Regions from separate parts of the Zea mays genome. Here region 1 is linked to region 2. A link is a contact called in public Hi-C data. All regions are on one chromosome and are shown on one strand. Each heading gives the region's core, a stretch centred on a gene start, on an enhancer-like site or on the middle of the called end of the contact. The rest is flanking DNA. Distances are from core to core; before and after follow the strand shown.

Region 1 (6,010 bases), core at 1,620-4,119, 350 kb before region 2:
GAAGCGCCAACTCAAGATCTTACTACAGAACATATTTGATGCATATTGATACTAGTTATAATCTTCAATTCAACTATATGGTACTATACTACTGAAAAATAATTGATGATAAATTTTATAGATTCAGAAGGAACAATACTGAAGCTTTATCAGCAAATAAGTTCATTTGGCATGGGTTTAAAAAGGCAAGGTAAGGTCTCACCGTTCCATCAGCATATTTTGCCTTGTAAACACCACCGATTGTCCCCTGACCTAGTAACCTGCTACTATGGAAGCTTCCAGTGGCTGCTTGGAGGTCTGATGATGAATAAGCAACAAGGTTGACTGGATCTGTGCTCCGCCTCGAATAGTTTAGTTTGTTCTCGAACTCGTTGTCACTAATCGGCTTGATAGGCATTGCAGACGGTGTCGTACTGCTAATTGACGATGAATGCTCCAGTGGCTTCATGTTGATCGCTGAAGCAAAGAAAGCAGCATGAGCGCTTTACCATGAATGTTAAAAGAAGGCACTATGAGCAATTTACTTCTGCCATCATCAACTAGCGGGGCAAATGACCGGTTGTGACCTGACTCATCCATGAGGTAATGAGACGAGGAAGAAGAACGGTTCCTCTTCAACACAGACAAGAGAATCAGAGCTGCAACAAGCACCGCTATCACCACAGCTGCGATGGCGATACCGTTTACTCCACTTCGACCACCTCCGCCTGAAGAGCCCTCCAGTGCAGAGCCCTTCTCCATACCAGGAGGAGCTGATCCGGACGACCACTGGTTCCCTCCAATCCTTCAGAATGCGTCAAGGACTTTTACAATTCATCAAGTGCAACAAATAGGATCATAGCGGATGGAATTACAATTACTACTTACTGTAGATTGCTGATGTCTTTTAGTTTACTAGGGATCCACCCAGTAAACTTGTTGTTCTGCAGATTCCTTGAGCACAAAGGGGAAGCCATTATAGCTTTAGTTCTCAGAAAGACGAAGCGTAGTTTCCACTATCTGAGTGCAGTAAACAGGCTATAGTGTACCCATTACATGGCTAAAACTGGCAACACATTTTTTAGCTCGCATTTTTTCACAGAATTATTTATGTTGTACTGCTGTGCCGAGGCACCGCAATGCATATATGGAGTCGTCAGGATAATCTTGCTTTTTAATGTACTTGAGAAAAAGAGTAGTTTTATGCAGTGAGTATTTAATTTGAGATATACTTACAGATCCTCGAGAGGAAGTTTCGCTAGAACATCTATATGACCACTGAATTGGTTGCTCTCCACATTCCTACATACATTTTGAAAAGAATGGCACTGATTGTAGATCTGAAAGAAAGTATGGATGAATTACTACCATGTGCAAATTTCAGTTCCCTCACAGCGTCTTGAGGTCTTTTAGGTGCTGAAAACTCTTGGGCAGGCTGCCTGAGAAGCGGTTGAAGGAGAGATCCCTGATGAAACAATCGAGGTTAGTCGTACAGGACAGACTCACTGAAATAACATTCTAGCAACTACTATAGAAAACAAATTCCTGTTAGATACCAAAAACTGGGGAATTCAGGTGGGGTCCCCCCCTTGACAGTCAAAAAAAACTGGGGAATTCGCTGCTTGACTTACAATGTTGAGAGCTTTGGAAGTTCTGAAAACATATCCGTCAACTGCCCGCTTAGGTGGTTCTTGCCCAAATTTCTGCAGTTTAATCAGATGACGAATTATATAAGGATTGATGCAAACAAAAATCACGGCCATGTGAAGGGAACATAAAGCAAACAATTAAATAGAGTGCAATGCGAATTGGAATTCCTACAGTGTTTCCAGATCACCCATCTGAGATATCGAATAAGGAACTCCTCCAGTTAAAGAGTTTCCGTAAAGATTTCTGCATCAATAAGAAAAAAATATAAGAGAATGTGTTCGTATAGGCACGAACCCACGCAAAAAAGTTGAATGTGGATGAGAACCGTAAACTCACAATTCAACCACGTTTGGTGGAAGCTGATATGGAAGATCGCCGTTGAGATTGTTATTGCTGAGATCACTGTACTACGTAAAACAAGGAAAATTCAACTAAGTTGCATTACTACGATGGTCAATGCAGGAAATCTCTGGGGCAACTCACAATTTGGTTACTGATTTCAAGCTTGATAGCTGATATCCTAGCGAGCCACTGAGTTCAAGCCCTGACAAGTTACTGCTCTATGCAACATGATGGTTAGAGACAAACTGGGGTAAAAATGTCACGGAAAGCTAAAAGAAAAAAAAGTGCTTTCACAGCGCTGTTAAATGCTGAACAAGCAGGGAAATCCTGAAGGCATTTTCATTTGCGTACATTTCTGTGACAGATGAGCCGCTGCACTCTATCCCTTTCCACTCGTCATCGTCATCGCAGGGATCACCGCCGCTCGATTTCCAACCGGACAATTGCGATGGCTTGTTCATGCTATTGAACATCACATTGAGCGCAGCAACTGATATTGCAGGACACACGATGTTCAGTCAGAACCATGACCGATGCATACATACACAGAGAGGGCACAAAGAATCCGGCAAACCCTCACCGTCAGACTTGTCGGTCTTGGCGACAGCGGGCGCCACCGCAGAGAAGAGGACGGCCAACCAGACGAGCAGCGGCGGCGGTAGGGGGCGCCGTCGTCGGGCCATTGCGCGCGGCGCGCCCAGGGGAGCACGGGGCGGTTCAGCTGAGAGCGTGCAGGAGGAGACCCCCACGCGCGTACGTCGCCTGATCTCCTCCGCCTTTCTCTCATGGATCCATGGGGATACAGGTCTCGCGATGGGAAACTATGGCCTTTCCAAAATTAGGAGACGGAGGAGGAAGAGACGGGGGATGGAACGAGACCGTCGCCATTGGAGCAGCGAGAATGACGGGGGACAGTGATGGAACGAGACCGTCGCCATTGCAGCAGCGAGAATGTCGCTAAGCCATTACTGTGAATAGCTCTACGTAATCTTATAAATTACTATGCACAACATAAACAGAATCCGTTGTAGTCTAGCTGGTCAGGATATTCGGCTCTCACCCGAAAGACCCGGGTTCGAGTCCCGGCAACGGAATTTCATTTTTTAGTTTCCCAATTCATATATAAAAAGACGTTTCACTTTTGAAACAAAAAATGAATTTTGAGGGCGTTTAGAATTCATACTAATACCATATTGACAAGAGAACAAAAATCATATAGTGATCTGTAGATTTCTATTGAGAAGCAACAGTATAATAACGTAACAATCTAGTGCCTCCTTTGCACTTTCTTTCCCACTGTATCCTTTGTCAACAACTGAACAAAAAAAATAATGGCCCCTTGGGCCTTGATTCTGTATTGGTGTATCCCTCTCAAAAAGTCAGTTCTTCAATTAATCAGCTCTTACGCGGCGGCGACGTGGTCGCTCAGCTTTCGGCCGCTTGTTTCCAGGGGGAAGTATGACACGGCGATGCCTGAAGCCAGCATCACCGTGATGAATATCAGGATAGCTGCCATCTGGTGGCACGCGTGCACCAGGCCGACGGCCACGAGAGGGCACAGGATTCCACCAAAGCGAGCAATCGAGCTTGCAAACCCGACACCCGTGGCCCTAACAGCAGTTGGGTATATCTGCAAGGAACACGGCACAAAGAGGCAACGATAATTTCAGAGGTTTTCATGCAAGGTTTATGTATGTAAGGACACACATTGCTACTGGAGGGACCAAACCTCAGGGGCGTAGATGTGCAGAACAGTGAAGCTTGCAGAGATGCAAACCCGGGCACAGAACAAAAAGATGGTCGTCAGCGATTCCGTCTGGGCGAACATAAGCGGAGATATGCACAGGCAACTGATGTAAAGCATGGAAGACATCGAGAGCTTGCGCCCGATCATGTCAACAATGGCAGCCGACAGGAGAAGACCAGGGACCTCTGCATCATTGTTGCCCTAAATATCAAGAATTCCCAGGACACTGTTTCTGAAAAATGACTGGTTGACCAGATAGCAGAAACACACATACCTCCAAAGCTTGTTATAAATACATTTCTGTAGAGATTCTCATCATGTATGTGGGCTGTTGTTGTCACTTCTGCCCCCTCTTCTGATCCACAGATCCTATTTCCATGATTTAGTTCTGATGTGAGTAGAACAAGACCATAGTACAGAAAGGCATGACCAAGAAAGACAGTCCAGAGTAGAAGAGTCGATCTGATTAAGTTTGGAGATAGAAGCTTTAAGATGGCACTGAGGCCTCCAATCTCGGATTTGCTACCACGATCAGCAGTGTTATTCTTATTAGATGTCACCAACTGTGCCGTTTCTGAAGAATCCCCGATATCATGAAGTTCCACCCGATGGCCAGAGACAAGTCGGCCAGAGGGGAGAGAAACACAGTTCACGCGTGACATTGTTTCCAGAACATGAACTGCTTCAGCTATTCTACCCTTCATGCATAGGTATCTTGGTGACTCAAGTGTCACTGGGTAGAAGAGTAGCAGGGCAAACGATGGCAATGATGAGAGTGCCAGCAGCCACCTCCAGCCAAAAGCTGGCATAACGGCCTGCAAATTGAGCAGATGAGTACAGGAATTTGCATGGAGATTTTGGAAATAGCAATAATCACGGATTAGAATGACCATGCATGCCATTTGGCCACTTACACCAAAATGGTGCCATTAACCCATTATATATTATATACAACATATACTACCATGGACGTCAATAATCACTTCATCAAAACTATGTACAAGCAAAATACCATGGCAAATAGACCCAAATTGATTGCACAGGAAGACCCATGCATGTGCTGGCAAAACTTGCTCAAATTACAAAAACACAGAAGAAGCTTTGCTGGTCCTTAGGATTCAATGGTATATCCTAGTCTTAGAATTACAAGTACGGTAATAAGGACAGCAGAAGAACATCAGCATGCAGAGCTGTGATGTGCAGCTGACACACATGAACTAACATACCTGCAAGCCTTAGCTGGTAGCTCGGCAACCCTAATTAATGTTGTTTTTGGTGCATCTGTTTATTTGAATCAGGGGGGCCCTCTGCACTCTAACCCTTTCCCCTCCCGACCTACACTATAATCCCATGCAGTTCTCCTGTGTGCTAGAGAAAAAGGGGAACATCTGCACTCAGCAGACAAATATCCACCGTAACATCCACTATTGGTAACTAGAATATAACATCCATTGTAGGATGTACTGTAGCATCATACACGTAAAAAAATATCTCAAACAGCCAGTACTGTATGTAAGGCAAACATTGACATTACTTTTCCTAAAGAAATAGACTTACCCAAGCAAGAGAAGCTTCCATTATTGTGCCAACAGTCCAAAATGCTGAGAACATAACCATCCATGTTCCTCGGTTAGGAGCAGGGATGAACTCTAGGAACCAAGAACCTAAAACTGGCCCACCACCCAGTCCAACACCGACCATAAATCTCAGTACAATCAAAGATAAGTAATTTGGAGCAAAAGCGCTAAGAAGGCCAGCTCCTCCAGTAACAATAGCTGTGAAGTTGAACCCAACCCTGTAGATAAATATGAAGGGTCTAGAATGAGCAAAAAATGGCTACTTGGAAAATGGTAAGCTACTACTGCATAGCATGCAGAAATTGGAAATAAACAGGACTTTCAAGCATTATTAACTGAATCCAAACACCTAACCATGGAACAGTAAATGCCTAGCTTAAGCTTCCTACAGACATGGAACAGTGTGCAACACTCCATAAAGTTTCGAAAAAGATTGAAGGGTTAGAACATTCATAATCAAATTCCAATAGCCAATGGAAAAAGTGAGGAAGACCCTGCCTTCTTCCATAGTTATCTGAAACTATGCCCCAAGCATATGCTCCTACAAGCATCCCCACAAAGACAACACTTGTTATGAGGCTTTCTTCATGTGCAGAAAGCCCCCACTCAGCTTGAACTGATTGCCCAACAAATGACAAAAGCATCATCTCCATTGCTTCAGAGATTTTAGCCATCCCAGAGTATGCAAGCACGAATGCATGGAATTTCCCAAACC
Region 2 (6,322 bases), core at 385-2,884:
AACCGATGACACAAGCAGATAACTCCAAAAAGCCCAGCTTCGCCCACAAAAAACTCTCCGCCTATTCAAGTGCCATGGGCATGTCAGGAGATTCAACAATGTATGTCAAATGAGGATAATTGATTTGGGAAATAGCATCAAGATATTGTTATAAGTATCAACCAATAGTAATCTCAAAATTTCTCGCTTTTACCAAATGTATATTGCTATTAAAATGCTGAAAGCAGGAACATCGTCCAATAGCTGGGCATAAATGTTTTTTTCTTGCAAGGAGGATGTAAATGTTTTGGTTGCACACAACTAATCGTGCATATTCAAATGACTGTCTTTACTTGAGGACATCCCAGGTACAGATTTTAGATGTGGCAAAAAAATGTTCAGTGTAACTTTGTAGCCATCTCAAAGACTACCGCCACAGTGATACTGTGGTAGTCAAGTCAGGTTGTAACAACATTGCAAGTTCAACCCACCAACATTCATACAGGTGACACGGATTCGATCACCAGGCAGTGTAGGATGCTGATGAGTCATCGATTTGAATGGCAATTTCTGCAGTCCATGGACACTTGAGTCCTGAAACTGCACACCAACATTTGCTATTCCTGCAAGTTGAAATTGCCGCGAGTGGTCAGATCACAGGAAAGCTACGATTATGGACATGTAGTCATTGCCTCCAAATTCACTGGAACCTTACCTTCGTTAGCCGAACTTTGACAAGTAAAAATACCCATTCCATTAGCACTTCTGTTCGGGAAAAGCGCTCCAAAAGAGGACTGCTCATTGCTACTGCTAGCTGGCAATCCATGTCTCGGATACTTGGGCAGAGTGGCAGCACTGCTGGAGGGACCAGCCCGAGTAAAATCAATGGTACCAGCAGCATTGCTCGCATTTGCCCGAGTGAGGTCCGGCGCAAGATCGAAAGTGCAATAGTTCCCCGGAACTTGAGTAAGCAACTCATTGCTCGGCCCCACTCTCGGAGGCGGCCCGGATTGCAGGGTCGAATGACTTGCGAACAGCTGCTCTGGCGCTGCTGCCACTCGGCCGGCCGCCGCGGCCTCCTGCGCGGCGAAGGGGCGGAGCAGGTGGCGCAGAGTGACGCCGTCCATCTGCATGTACACGCACGGTAACAACGCCATGTTTAGCGGCGAAGTACGGACACTCAAGCAATGAAACGTCGAAATAATCCCGTACGGCAGCATTTCAACTGCAAAATCGTGCGCACACACCATTCGCAAGCCACTAAAACACGAAACCAACTCCCGGACTGTTTGGGTGTCGAACACGACCTACCCCCACCCCGCATTAAACGATAGAACCAGAAGTCCAGACCCCCCCCCCCCCCCCCCCGAGATGCGCACGTGGGACGTACCTGGCTGGGCAGCGGTGGCACCGGCGGAGGCCACCGCGCGGGCCACGACGCACCGTCCATAGCGCGGCGCCGCGGCAGCGAGGGGCGTGGTTCAGTTGAGTCGGTGGTTGGTGACCCGGCTAACCGCAGCGAGGAGAGGATGAGAATGTGAGAGGTGAAAAGTGATTTTGCAAGCGGTAAGGGACGCCCGCTGCTGCCGGCGTGGGGACATGGAGTAATGGGGTAACCTGCGCTCGCGCAGCGGCGGGTTTACTGCAGCAGCGTGTGTGTGGGGTGGGGGGAGTGGGGACGCATGGCGCTTTGGTCGGGCTCGCTTTTGATTGTCTTGTCGCGTCAGGCGGCCAGACGCCGAGATGATGGGTTTGCAGTGGTTATTGTCTCGGTGGACCTCGTCCATTTGACCATGCGGTAGCAAAGGCAAAGCCGGCGAAACGCCGCCGGGACGCGCTGCGGTGCACCGGCCGACAGTGGTGTCAGCGGTCTAAGCACTGATTGATTCCCACTGTCTTCTTTCTTTCGATGATGTCGTTCCCCGATTTTTACTGCTGCCTCTCTCCTTTGCCCTGCCTTGCGCCAGACTAGGGACGCTGTAAAAAAAAAGTCGCATAGCTGGTGGATGGTGAAAATAGAGCAGCGACCAGCTTAATTATATTCTTACTCACTGGACTGGATAGGATTGGATGGTGAAAAAAACTGAGCTTGTTCGTTCGATACCAATACATATAGATGGAGGGAGATTAAGGTCTTGTTCGGTTAATCTCGTTACCTATGAATTGGATAAGATTGGAAAAAAAAATAAGAAAAAGTTTGACTTGTTTGGAATTTAAACTCACCCAATCTCACTCAATCCATATGAATTGAGAGCTAACCGAACAAGCCCTAAAGGAGTTTCAATCCCTAGTAAATCACAATTTCTCTCAATTTGTATCAATCTCCTTCAATCTATATAGATTGAAAATAAATGAACAAGCCCTAATAAATTGTTCGCTCCCTATGTGGGTTTTTTTGAAAGATGCATAGAGTTGACCTTGTCAATGTACACAGTAAGAAAAAATGTAGTTGATATACAGGGACAACTTGTAGGTATAATAATATATATGAAACTACGAAAGTGTATTACATTGTGACGGCAACATTGTATAAGCAGTCATGTGTGTATCTATATATAGAGAGAGCAATGAAATCTTGCAGTTTGCAAGTGTCGGCGTTTTGACCCCGGGGGGTCCCTGGACCGACGAGTGAATTGTCGTCGCGTGCCCCAGCCCAGATGGGTCGGCGCGAGATGGAGCACGAAGGGGGGAAGAAACAGACAAAAGGGGAAACCCACGGCCTTCGTGTTGCCCTGCGCCCAGGTCGGGTGCGCTTGTAGTAGGGGGTTACAAGCGTCCGCGTGGGAGAGAGAGAGAGCCTTATGCGCCGGCCCGTTCCCCCGCGCGGCCAACCTTTTCGTATGAGAGCCCTGGACCTTCCTTTTTATAGGCGTAAGGAGAGGGTCCAGGTGTATAATGGGGGTGTAGCAGTGTGCTAACGTGTCTAGCAGAGAGGAGCTAGAGCCCTAAGTACATGCAGTCGTGGTAGTCGGAGAGGTTTTGGCACCCTGTTCATGTGATGTCGTGGCCGTCGGAGGAGCGCTGGAGCCCTGTGGAAGGACAGCTGTCGGGGCTGTCGAATCCTTGCTGACGTCTCCTTGCTTCCGTAAGGGGCTGAGAGCCGCCGTCGTCATGGAGCACGCGTGGTGCCATCATTATTTGTTTACCGGGGCGAGCCAGATGGGACGCTGGTCTTGTTCCCCGTAGCCTGAGCTAGCTAGGGGTAGGGCAATGATGGCCCCCTGTGACGTGGTCGGTCCGAGCCCTAGGTCGGGCGAGGCGGAGGCTCCTCCGAGGTCGAGGTTGAGTCCGAGCCCTGGGGTCGGGCGAGGCGGAGTTCATCGTCTTCCAGAGCCGAGGCTGAGTCCGAGCCCTGGGGTCGGGCGAGGCGGAGTTCGTCGTCTTCCGGAGCCGAGGCTGAGTCCGAGCCCTGGGGTCGGGCGAGGCGGACTTCGTCGTCTTCCGGAGCCGAGGCTGAGTCCGAGCCCTGGGGTCAGGCGAGGCGGAGTTCGTCATCTTCCGGAGCCGAGGCTGAGTCCGAGCCCTGGGTCGGGCGAAGCGGAGTCCGTCGTCCAGCGTCGAGGTTGAGCCCGAGCCCTGGGGTCGGGCGAGGCGGAGCTTCCTATGGCGCCCGAGGCTGGACTTAGCTGCTGTCAGCCTCACTCTGTTGAGTGGCACAGCAGTCGGAGTGACGCAGGCGGCGCTGTTTTCTTGTCAGGTCGGTCAGTGGAGCGGCGAAGTGACCGCGGTCACTTCGGCTCTGTCGACTGAAGAGCGCGCGTCAGGATAAGGTGTCAGGCGATCCTTGCATTAAATGCTCCTGCGATACGGTCGGTTGGCATGGCGATCTGGCCAAGGTTGCTTCTCTGCGAAGACTGGGCCTCGGGCGAGCCGAAGGTGTGTCCGTTGCTTGAGGGGGCCCTCGGGCGAGACGTGAATCCTCCGGGGTCGGCTGCCTTTGCCCGAGGCTGGGCTCGGGCGAGGCGAGATCGTGTCCCTTGAGTGGACTGGGCCTTGACCTTAATCGCGCCCATCAGGCCTTTGCAGCTTTGTGCTGATGGAGGTTACCAGCTGAGATTAGGAGTCTTGGGGGTACCCCTAATTATGGTCCCCGACAGTAGCCCCCGAGCCTCGAAGGGAGTGTTGATACTCGCTTGGAGGCTTTTGTCGCACTTTTTTGCAAGGGGACCGGCCTTTCTCGGTTGCGTTTCGTTCCGGTAGGTGCGCGCGAGCGCACCCGCCGGGTGTAGCCCCCGAGGCCTCGAAGGAGTGGTTTGACTCCTTCGAGGTCTTAACGCGTTTCGTGATGCTTCGGCCGGTCTGGTTGTTCCCTCATGCGAACTGGTCGTAACCCGGGTGCATAGTCGAGTCCCAAGTTCTCGGGCTGGTATGTTGACGCTGTCAACGGTTTGGCCGGGGCCGGGTTTGCGAGAGCAGCCCCCGAGCCTCCGCACAGAGCGAGAGGACGGTCAAGGACAGACTCGGCTTTTTTCATACGCCCCTGTGTCGCCTTTCCGCAAGGAGGAGGGGGAAAGCGCCATGTTGCCCTCGGAGGGCGCCGAACATGGTGTCTCTAGTGAGTTGCTAATGGGTAATCCGAGTGGACGCCCGTGCCCCATTCGTTAGGGGTCGGCTAGTGGCCCAGAGGCGCGCTCCAAAAGTACCTGCGGGTGATTCGCCGGACCCGGTCCCCTTTTGACGGGGTCCGAGGGCTCGATGCCTCCCTCTGGTGGGATTCCGTTACAAAATCGTTCCCGTCGGTCTCGGAAATGTCCTAGGGTACCTCGGGAGCGTAGCCCGAGCCTTGGTTATGTATCGAACGTACCCAGGGTCATCCCTCGCTCTGCGTGCTCTGAGGCGGCTGTCAGTAGGGGTGGGCGTTCGGGTTACCCGAAATTTTCGGGTCGGGTAATTCGGGTTTTTAAAATTTCGGGTTTTGAGAATCGATACCCGAAATTACAACGGGTTTTTCAATACCCAAAAATTCGGGTACCCGGAATTTCGGGTTCGGGTTCGGGTATTCCCGAACTACCCGAACTATTGTGTTGGCTTCATAAAAACACATACACCCTATTAAATTAGTATAAAAATATAGTTTGAATAATGATATACATGGACATATAAAACACAAGCAATGTACAATTACAAGTTATGCACACTTACACTTAATTATAGATGTACAAATTAAGAATTAAGCATGTCATGAGTACATGACACATGAAAGTTCGGGTAATTCGGGTATTTCGGGTACCCGATTGTGATACCCGAATTACCCAGAATAATTTCGGGTTTTGCAAGTTACTACCCGAAATTCCCGAACAAAATTCGGGTTTCGGGTATTTCGGGTTCGGGTTCGGGTATTCCGGGTTCGGGTTTCGGGTTACGGGTTTTTTGCCCAGCCCTAGCTGTCAGAACCCTTCGGGGGCCAGCCTACGAACCCCTGATCAGTAGTGGGCGCGGAGCCCGGGTGGCCTGAGGCGGCCGTTGAACCCTTCCGAGGGGCCAGCCTTCGAACCTCTGACCAGTAGTGGGCGCAGAGCCCGAGTGCTCTGAGGCGGCTGTTGAACCCTTCCGAGGGGCCAGCCTTCGAACCTCTGATCAGTAGGGGGGTTTGGGGCCCGCTTCCTTCGTGGAGAAGGATCCCTTTCGGAGTATCCCCTTTCCCGGTCCCTGTGGCAAGAGAGAGAAAGAGAAAGTGGAAAAGGATACGAAATCGAACGACGTGGCGCACCTTTTTTGACGCGGTCATTATGGTGGAGGTGAAGTGTCGCCTGCTTCGCCTGCCAAAGGTGCTGCCTGTCCTGCCGCAGAGTTAATGTGACGGGACGAGTGGTTCGCGGGGCAGCCGTTGTGCGTGCGCGAGCCATTCGAGGAACGGAACACGGGCGCGTCATCTTCACTCCATGAGAGAGGGCTCTTTTGCTGTCCCAGGAGGGGGCGTGAGCTTGCTGACAACTTGACTGCTGCTTTCGCCCGCCTGCCACCGTCATTACTGTTGGCCCATTTCTGGCCGTATCGACCGTCGCGCCTTCTCCCGCGGCTGACTGACCCATGACCGATGTGCTCGGTTGGCACCGTTGGGTCATGCGCAGGGTCGCCTCGAGTCGCGGCACCGGTTCCACAGTCGAGAAGGCGCGGTACTGGCGCGAGTGGCGGTGCAGTTTCTCGCACGTAGTAACCGGCGCGTCGGTTACATGACGTGTGGGCTTGGGCCTCCATGCTGGACGCGTCGAAGTCGAAAGGGTGCGCCCCCTTGGTGCGGTTGCATGTCGCCTGCATGGCGGTCCGCCCTTTCACCCGCTGGTCCAGGCGATAGTGGAGGGATGCTTGTAACCGCTGGGCAGCTGCGCGCACCGCGTGCGGC

The links. A called contact is a pair of places that touch in the nucleus more often than the background predicts.
Region 1: a Hi-C map of leaf shows a contact between it and region 2, with 5 times the contacts expected there. The contact joins the promoter of LOC100381414 here to the promoter of LOC100273824 in region 2. A contact is called at or near these places in 2 of 25 Hi-C or Micro-C datasets (ear and leaf).

Annotation. Positions count from the first base shown.
Region 1 is chr2:205,058,594-205,064,603 of Zm-B73-REFERENCE-NAM-5.0, reverse strand. LOC100381414 reads right to left here and starts at 2,869. Exons shown (of 16, transcript NM_001174255.1): 1 at 2,552-2,869; 2 at 2,323-2,461; 3 at 2,113-2,184; 4 at 1,966-2,036; 5 at 1,801-1,872; 6 at 1,611-1,682; 7 at 1,348-1,444; 8 at 1,216-1,281; 9 at 868-933; 10 at 567-784; 11 at 203-456. The coding sequence starts at 741. LOC103647653 (organic cation/carnitine transporter 7) reads right to left here. Exons shown (of 6, transcript XM_008672154.3): 2 at 5,794-6,010; 3 at 5,276-5,513; 4 at 3,993-4,533; 5 at 3,701-3,903; 6 at 3,173-3,601. The coding sequence ends at 3,374. TRNAE-CUC (transfer RNA glutamic acid (anticodon CUC)) reads left to right here and starts at 2,993; the gene lies at 2,993-3,065.
Region 2 is chr2:204,707,044-204,713,365 of Zm-B73-REFERENCE-NAM-5.0, reverse strand. LOC100273824 reads right to left here and starts at 1,634. Exons shown (of 22, transcript NM_001329043.1): 1 at 1,370-1,634; 2 at 695-1,106; 3 at 471-602; 4 at 1-61. The coding sequence starts at 1,429.